2 separate regions of the Rattus norvegicus genome follow, and region 1 is linked to region 2. A link is a contact called in public Hi-C data. All regions are on one chromosome and are shown on one strand. The core of a region is the stretch at or near the end of the contact, and the rest is flanking DNA. Distances in the headings are between cores, read along the strand shown.

The links. Hi-C and Micro-C count contacts between places; a contact is called where the count stands out from the background.
Region 1: a Hi-C map of the A7r5 cell line shows a contact between it and region 2, with 3 times the contacts expected there. The contact joins two enhancer-like sites. A contact is called at or near these places in 8 of 12 Hi-C or Micro-C datasets (the A7r5 cell line, the Rat2 cell line, hepatocytes and 4 more).

The regions. Positions count from the first base shown.
Region 1 is chr7:134,372,484-134,375,916 of GRCr8, reverse strand. LOC120093741 (a long non-coding RNA gene) reads right to left here. Exons shown (of 4, transcript XR_010053115.1): 1 at 1,465-3,433. Among named protein-coding and RNA genes, the nearest start is that of Krt80, 10 kb to the right of the region's middle. Within about 2 kb of position 1,971, at least 5 of the 93 cell types and tissues checked have an H3K27ac peak or open chromatin away from gene starts, as enhancers often do. A contact at or near this core is called in the A7r5 cell line, where this site is marked.
Region 2 is chr7:134,335,808-134,339,154 of GRCr8, reverse strand. No RefSeq gene overlaps it. Among named protein-coding and RNA genes, the nearest start is that of Krt80, 26 kb to the left of the region's middle. Within about 2 kb of position 1,769, at least 8 of the 93 cell types and tissues checked have an H3K27ac peak or open chromatin away from gene starts, as enhancers often do. A contact at or near this core is called in the A7r5 cell line, where this site is marked.

The DNA of each region.
Region 1 (3,433 bases), core at 722-3,221, 37 kb before region 2:
CTGGGCAGGCATGTTACTGGACAGTCCCCACCCAGGAGGCAGGGTGAATTCCCAAAGTAGCCAGTCACTGAGTCGGGTCGAGGGTGTGGGGTCCCTCAGGACTGGAGGGTTCCGCAATGATGCTTTTGAGAAGCCGGCTGCCTGCTGCCTCCCACCACCGCAGAGAGAGCCTGGTCTTTCCCAGCTTATCCCCACACTGCCCTTTCGGGAAGCTTTCCTCGGCAGACCCCACCCTGCTCTAACCATGGCTTACTCCGCGTCCCCTCAGCAGCTTAGATGCAAAATTTACTGCGTGCTCAACTACCTTGCTTATGCTACTTTGCAAATGTTCTCATAGGTCTCAGCTCTCGAGCATTAATTAAGTCCATTTTGCTAGAGGATTAGTCCCTGCCCTTAAGGAGTGCCAAGGAACACTCTGGAATCGAAGCCACATCTCTCTTGCTGCAATTTTTTCCCCTCTTGATAATCAAGCAATCTCCCTGATGAAACTCCCCTCGGTAAGCAGCTTCTCCCCACTTCTCCCTTGGACTCTCGGGGAGGCCCCAGATAAGGTCATATGGGGGCAGAAGTCTCTGGAGAGCCTGGAAGAGGTCGGTCTCTCTTCAAAGGAAAGCAGCGTCCTTCGGTGTACTGCAAACCCTTCCGAGACCAGGTCCACTCCTCTCAGCCCCAGAAACCAAGCTGTCTGTAGGTGCTGCATCTTCACCAGAACCCAGTGGGCTCCCCACATGGCCACAGGAAGCTATGGGGAGAGACTGACCTGGGAAGGAACCTTGGTCCTAGTACCTCCTGTTTGTGTGAACTTGACTCCTTTGCACCTTTATTTCACCATCCGTGCGGTGAGCACAGAAATCAGAGGCCTGAGAGGAAGTGGGTACCAAGCATGGAGCTGAGAAAGAGGGTAGGAGAGGGTGGTACAGGCTGGGCGGAGAACAAAGGTAGGCGCTCCCTGCACCTGGGCCAGGGACCCCGCTTCTCCTCCTTCAACCCCAAGCCCTTAGCCAACATGGCTTACAAGGGAGCAGGGAATCAGGAAGGTTTTTTAATAAAAGCAATGGGCCCGGGGAGTTAGTGCCTTGGATAAGAGTGCTTGCTGTCTAAGCATGAAGACTTGAGTTCAACCCCCCAGCACCCATGCAAAACCCTGGGTGTGGCTACACGCTCCTGTAACCCAGCACTGTCGAAGTGGACAGGAGGGTCCCTGAGGCTTGCTGGCTTCCAGCCTCGCTCTAGGTTCAGTGAGATACCCTCCCTCAAGGGGGTGAGCCTCAGAGGAGTACAGTAGAAAAGGACAGAGCAGGATACTCAAGTCTCTCTCGCCTCCGTGAGCGTGAACATAAGTATGTATACCCGTGCATACACCACACAACGTTCACACCCCACCAATCAGACCAGTGTGGGAGGTATTTATGGGAAGACACGGAATCCCTGAAACCAAGTCCTTTCCCCAACTCCCCAGCTCACCCAGGCTGGAGGTGAGGGCTGCTGGAACCTCCTGAGTGCTGGCACTCCTACCATTGAGCCCATTATCTGCTTTTATGAAAAGCATTTTCTGATGCCCTTGCCCCAGCCATGAGCTAGGTTGGCTAAGGGCTCAGGATTGCAGGAGACAGAGCAATGGCTCATGGGACAGGTGTGCCTGGAAGGCCTTCCTTTATTCTCTGCCTGCCTAGCAACCACATTCTAGTTACTACTGGATGCCAAACCAGACCTTCTCTGGGGAAATGTGGAGAGAAGGGGTTCTGAGAATTGGGGTAAGAAGGGGTGAGCCTCTGCTGGAGGTGCCACACCAGGACAGACTATAGAGTTCTGGCTTCCCAGAGACTCTGGAGGGAAGTCCCCACTGTCCCTAGTCCTTCCCTCAAATGGCAGATTATCTGTCACGGGTTATTTCTTGTCAGCCCACAGTACAGAATATACTTTACGTAGAGGCCGGCACATACGTATTGTCATGAAACTGTGCTTTGTGATACATGAGCTCTCCATCCTCATGACCCTCCAGTGAGTCACCAACAAACATTTGAGGAATCCTGTTGCAGGTAATGGGAGCAAGGTTCAGCTCAAGAGAGTTAAGTGTTCCCACCAGCTTAAAGGAGTAAGTGTTCCCATCAGCTCAAGGGAGTAAGTGCTCCCACCAGCTCAAGGGAGTAAGTGCTTCCACCAGGACAGGGACACCAACTCAACAGGTGAGAGAGCCTGCACGTCACATCAGCTCCTTCCTCCCTTCCTTACTTATAAGGTCTCATAAGCTGAGGGTGCAGAGAGAAAGTCACCCTTACTGTCCCTCTGTGACAGCCTCTCAGCACACCGTCTCCCTCCTCCCAGTCACTAGAGCACCAGAAGCCCTTTACGCTGGGTCAAGACCTAGGGAGACTGTGAAGATGTAAGATGAGTTTGGCACTCAGTTCAGGACCCACATCTACAGCCGGGTGTGCATCTCCCAGACTGGGGAAACGTTTAGCGAATCTCTATGAGCGAGGCATGGTCCTGGGCTCCCCTGCCATCTGAGCAAACGCCAAGTCGGGGAAGCAAACCTGTAAGAAGGGTAATGAAGATAAAACCACTTCCAAGCCATGAGAATACAAACAAGAGGCTATACGTTCACTGAAGGGGCAGCAAGCAAGAACAAGAAACCTTCTGCTTCCTCCTTCAGGATCCAGAGGCCACTTTAACATCATTTCAGTTATAACTGAGATACAAGGAGAAGGGCTGGCCGCCTTCTTACAAGGGAACTTGCCCAGGGTCTCAAGAACTCCCAGGCAGTTCCACACCCCCCTTGCTCCTCAGAGGTTGTCCCAGACCAGAGCATCTGGGCTCAGAGAAGCCTTCTCAGAAAGGACATCTCTGCTTGTGTTGGCAGGCACTGTCTGGTGACGGAAGGAGATCAGGTTGCCTGCTGAGGTCCAGGGCACCTTGTCGGGAGGGGCAGCGGAGAAAGAATTATCATCAGCTCAGCAGCAGACACCCAGCCCTGCCCAGAAAGAAGGCAGAGCCCACACCTGGGGCTTTCTGCCTAGGAATGCTACCTGCCAGCTGAAATCCTGGCCCACGCGAGCACCCTGAGGGCTGTGGGAGGGGGTGGAATCGGTGCTGCCCCCACCCCCACAGACACCCAGCAGGAAATGTATGGAGCTAGTCAACATCTCTCTAGCCACCAGGCCAGTGGCCCTATGGCTGACAAATAATGGGGCAGGAGCCAAGTCATTAGGCAGGGAGACTGTCATTAGAGCAGGTGATGCCACCATGCACAGACAATAGCAAATAGTCATTAGCGGCTGTGTCACGGGGTGAGGCAATGCCGCCGCGTGGGGGAGGGGACGGCCCTGGGTCCACACAAATGCACACATGCACACAAAGAGAAACGTACACTCACCCAGATACTCGCTCACGAGCAGAGGCGTGAGTGGAGGCACCCCCACCCTCACCTCCACTT
Region 2 (3,347 bases), core at 520-3,019:
CTTACACACTACATGTAAAAGGCTATAGTCGGTGCGGGCGGAAGGGTGGACTAAGTCACAAAAGGTGGGTGGAGCTGGACAGGTACCACAAGCTGAGTCCTCGGGTCAGCCTGGTGGTTAGCGCGCAGAGGCCAGTGCCCCCTGAGGCTCCAGAGGAGGTGTCTGCCTGAGTCCTCATCCAGCATCCAGGCAGGCCCAGCAGGCTGAGGTTTAGTGAGACTGCCTTCCCTCATGCCAGTTCTGGCAAGTTCAAATCTGAGGGACACACATAAAAGAGGCATGTCCTTAAGATTGGGGATCTCTGCTCCTGCTGGAGGGGACCCATACACAAGCAGAAGCAGAAAGAGGCAAACCAGAGATGACTCGACTGACACCCGCATCACAGTGGAGGCTGCAATGCAGTGCAAAGTCTGTCACAGGGGGTTCCCGGAAGAAGGGAGGCCAAGTCAAAGGAGCACTAGAAGTGACACAGAAGACACAGAGAGTGACCTTGCTGGGCCAAGACTGCCCAGCGACCAGCAGGGCTCCTGAAGGTGAACGAGGAAAACTATGAGCTTCTGTAATGTGTGGGGGTCCCTGAAGTGCTCACCAGGATACAGCCCAAAAGCACAGACTGCAGCCTGGCGTCCCCTGGGAGTCTAGGATGTTGTTGGCGCGTGCCAAATTCTGGAAGACGGAACAAGTGGGTGGTGAGAGCCAGGGGCCGTAGCTGTTGAGAACCGCAGAGAGTGCCATCGTGGAGCGTGTTTGGTGAGGAGAGAGAGGAAGAGGGTCTTGTCTGCCTGGAGCAGACGCCAGGATCCACGCATGTCCCTACCCTGCCTGACCCCATTGTGCCAAGTTCTCTCTATTGTGATTGCTTTGTGGGGTCTCAGGCTTGTGACATTCCTGAGAGTTTTAATGACACTGAAGGTGAAGTCTCTGTATGAGGGGGGAGCTAAAGACGCCCCTACCATCCATCTGGGTTGATGTGGTGGGGCCTTCAGCTATGCTAGGAACCATGCTGACACAGCAGATTGACAGGGAAATCCTGGGGCCTTATGAGTCCCTCGGAGACCTATGGGTGCAGGGAGCAAGGGGAAGATGGGACTGATGGGTAAGCTGTTTATTTTGAACCATTGCCACCATCGCAGTGCCTAGTTACAGGCTATGGCAGGAAAGGGTCCTTCACAAAACCCCTTCCCAAATATCACTCGTCAATACCTAATCTTCTTAGGCTGAAATACCCAGCGTTTCAGGTATGGCGAGTTCAGCATACCAGTTGGCACCTTGAGCTTTCGGTTATCTGAGTTCCGGGGGTGGCGCACCCCTCCCAAGGGGGCTGCGCCCATAGTAACCGAGTTGATCGTATCCCGGCACTGGATGGGAGGGGTTGGGTCGTTCTCCGAGAGCTGAATTACACTTGCATAGTTTGTTGTAAGGCTTTTAAAAACTGAGACTCGAGGGCTGGAGAGATGGTGCAGCGATCCAGAGCGCTCGCCGCTGCTCTTAGCAGAGGAACCAGGTTGGATTCCTACCCAAGTTGGAGCCGCCCACGAGGAGCCGCTCACAACTATCTCTAACTCCAGGTCTAGGGAAACGTGAAACGCTCTTCCTTCTGGCTTCCGTGACGCACAGACGCGCACGCGGTCAAGACGCCCACATGCATAAAATAAAAATAAATCTTCTTCTCTTTTTTTTTTTTTAAGATGACGCATGAGAAAAGAATCCAGTACGGTGCCTGGCACAGAACGGTTGCTTAATAATGCTGCTAACAGCCACCACAAGCCTTAACCGGCTTTCCGAATCCCCAGTGGAGGTGAGATGGGCTTTCTATCAGGCCTCAGGAGCCTGTCCGTCGGAGCGATTAAGCCTACCTGTTCATTCTTGGAGATATAGTTAGAGAAAGCGAGGGTCAGAGAAATGGCCCCTTCTCTCTCAAGCAGTCACCCTTGCTCTCCAGTGGAAAAAGGTTTACCCGCCCAGACAACCAGAGTAGCAGCCACCACTGCCCTCTCCTGGCAGAGGCAAAACCAGCATGTCTCTGGAGCCTCCAGGAAAGGCAGAAAGAAAGCAGCTAGGGATGAGCTTGGAAGAGCTAAATGCCAGCCTCAGAACTACATATACGTGGCTCCAACTTTAGACCTCAGTTCTGAGAGTCTCTTAGGACCGACGCCCCTCTCCTCCCTGCGCTGCTTCCTCCCCAACACCATCCACTGAATGGCTGCCACAACGCCCAGACCTTACAGTGGCTACAGTGGTGACTCACCTGAAACCCTTCCCCTGCCTATCTGTTTCCTAAGGGTCAAGTCTGGAGTAACATCGTCTCCCCATAGACACGCCTGTCCAGGTACCATCCCCCTCTGAGACTCCACTGTCCCCTGTTCATCTCTGGGTTGTGCACCCAGCACGCAGCAGCATAGCCTGCACAGCCTTCTGATCCCTTTCTTGTGCTTTGGTTGGTATCCAGACAAAATAAGGAACCGTGCTAGATCGGATCTGAGGCCCACGCCACCAGAGAGAATTGACATCTGATACTGCGAACTCAGTCAGAAGCCCGTGGCCGAAGAGATCATAGACCCTAGTGGGGGAAACTATTGCTGTTGGCTTGCTAAATAGGCATGATGTGGTCAAGAAGAGCCTTCTGTGTCCATAGAATACTGCTCCTGTCGACTCTAGTGATCAGCAGTGGCTGTATAGATTGATACCTGGTCGAAAACAGAGACAAGAAATGATCATCAGACACTCATCCATAAATGGGACGTCTGTGTCATCCCTTCCAAGACTCAAGAAACATCTTGGAGAAAAGGAAGAGTAGAAACAATGTAAGGGCCTAGGGAAAATGGGGAATTGGGTGAGGGCTGACTTCTTGGCGCGATGTGGCTGCTGTACTCACGAATTCACACCGGCTGTGACTGCCTGCACAGAGTCAGCATAGGTTTGGGCCCCTGGAGATCCTGTCATAAACCTGGATGTGGCAGCACACGCCCTCGATTTCAGCACTAGGGAGGCAGAGGCAGTCTTTGTGTTGAGGCCAACCTGGTCTAGATAGAAAGTTCTAGGCCAACCGAGGCTACACAGTAAGACCCTGTCTCAGAAAAGGGGGAGGGGATCTGAAAGTGGAAGGGAGCTACCTGAGAAGAAAATTATTATGATCAAAATCAATGCACGTGTGAAAACGTAATGAAACCCATTGTTGGGTATGATTAATATGTGCTGGTAAAAATATTTTAAAGGAGAACCACACTTGGGATTTCCCACAGAGGGCTGATGGGGAGTTCACTAAGACACAGAGGTGAAGGGGGACTGCCTGTCACTTCCTAGGATTAGAAAGCACAGAAAGTCACCCCAGAACTGAAGGAGGCAGG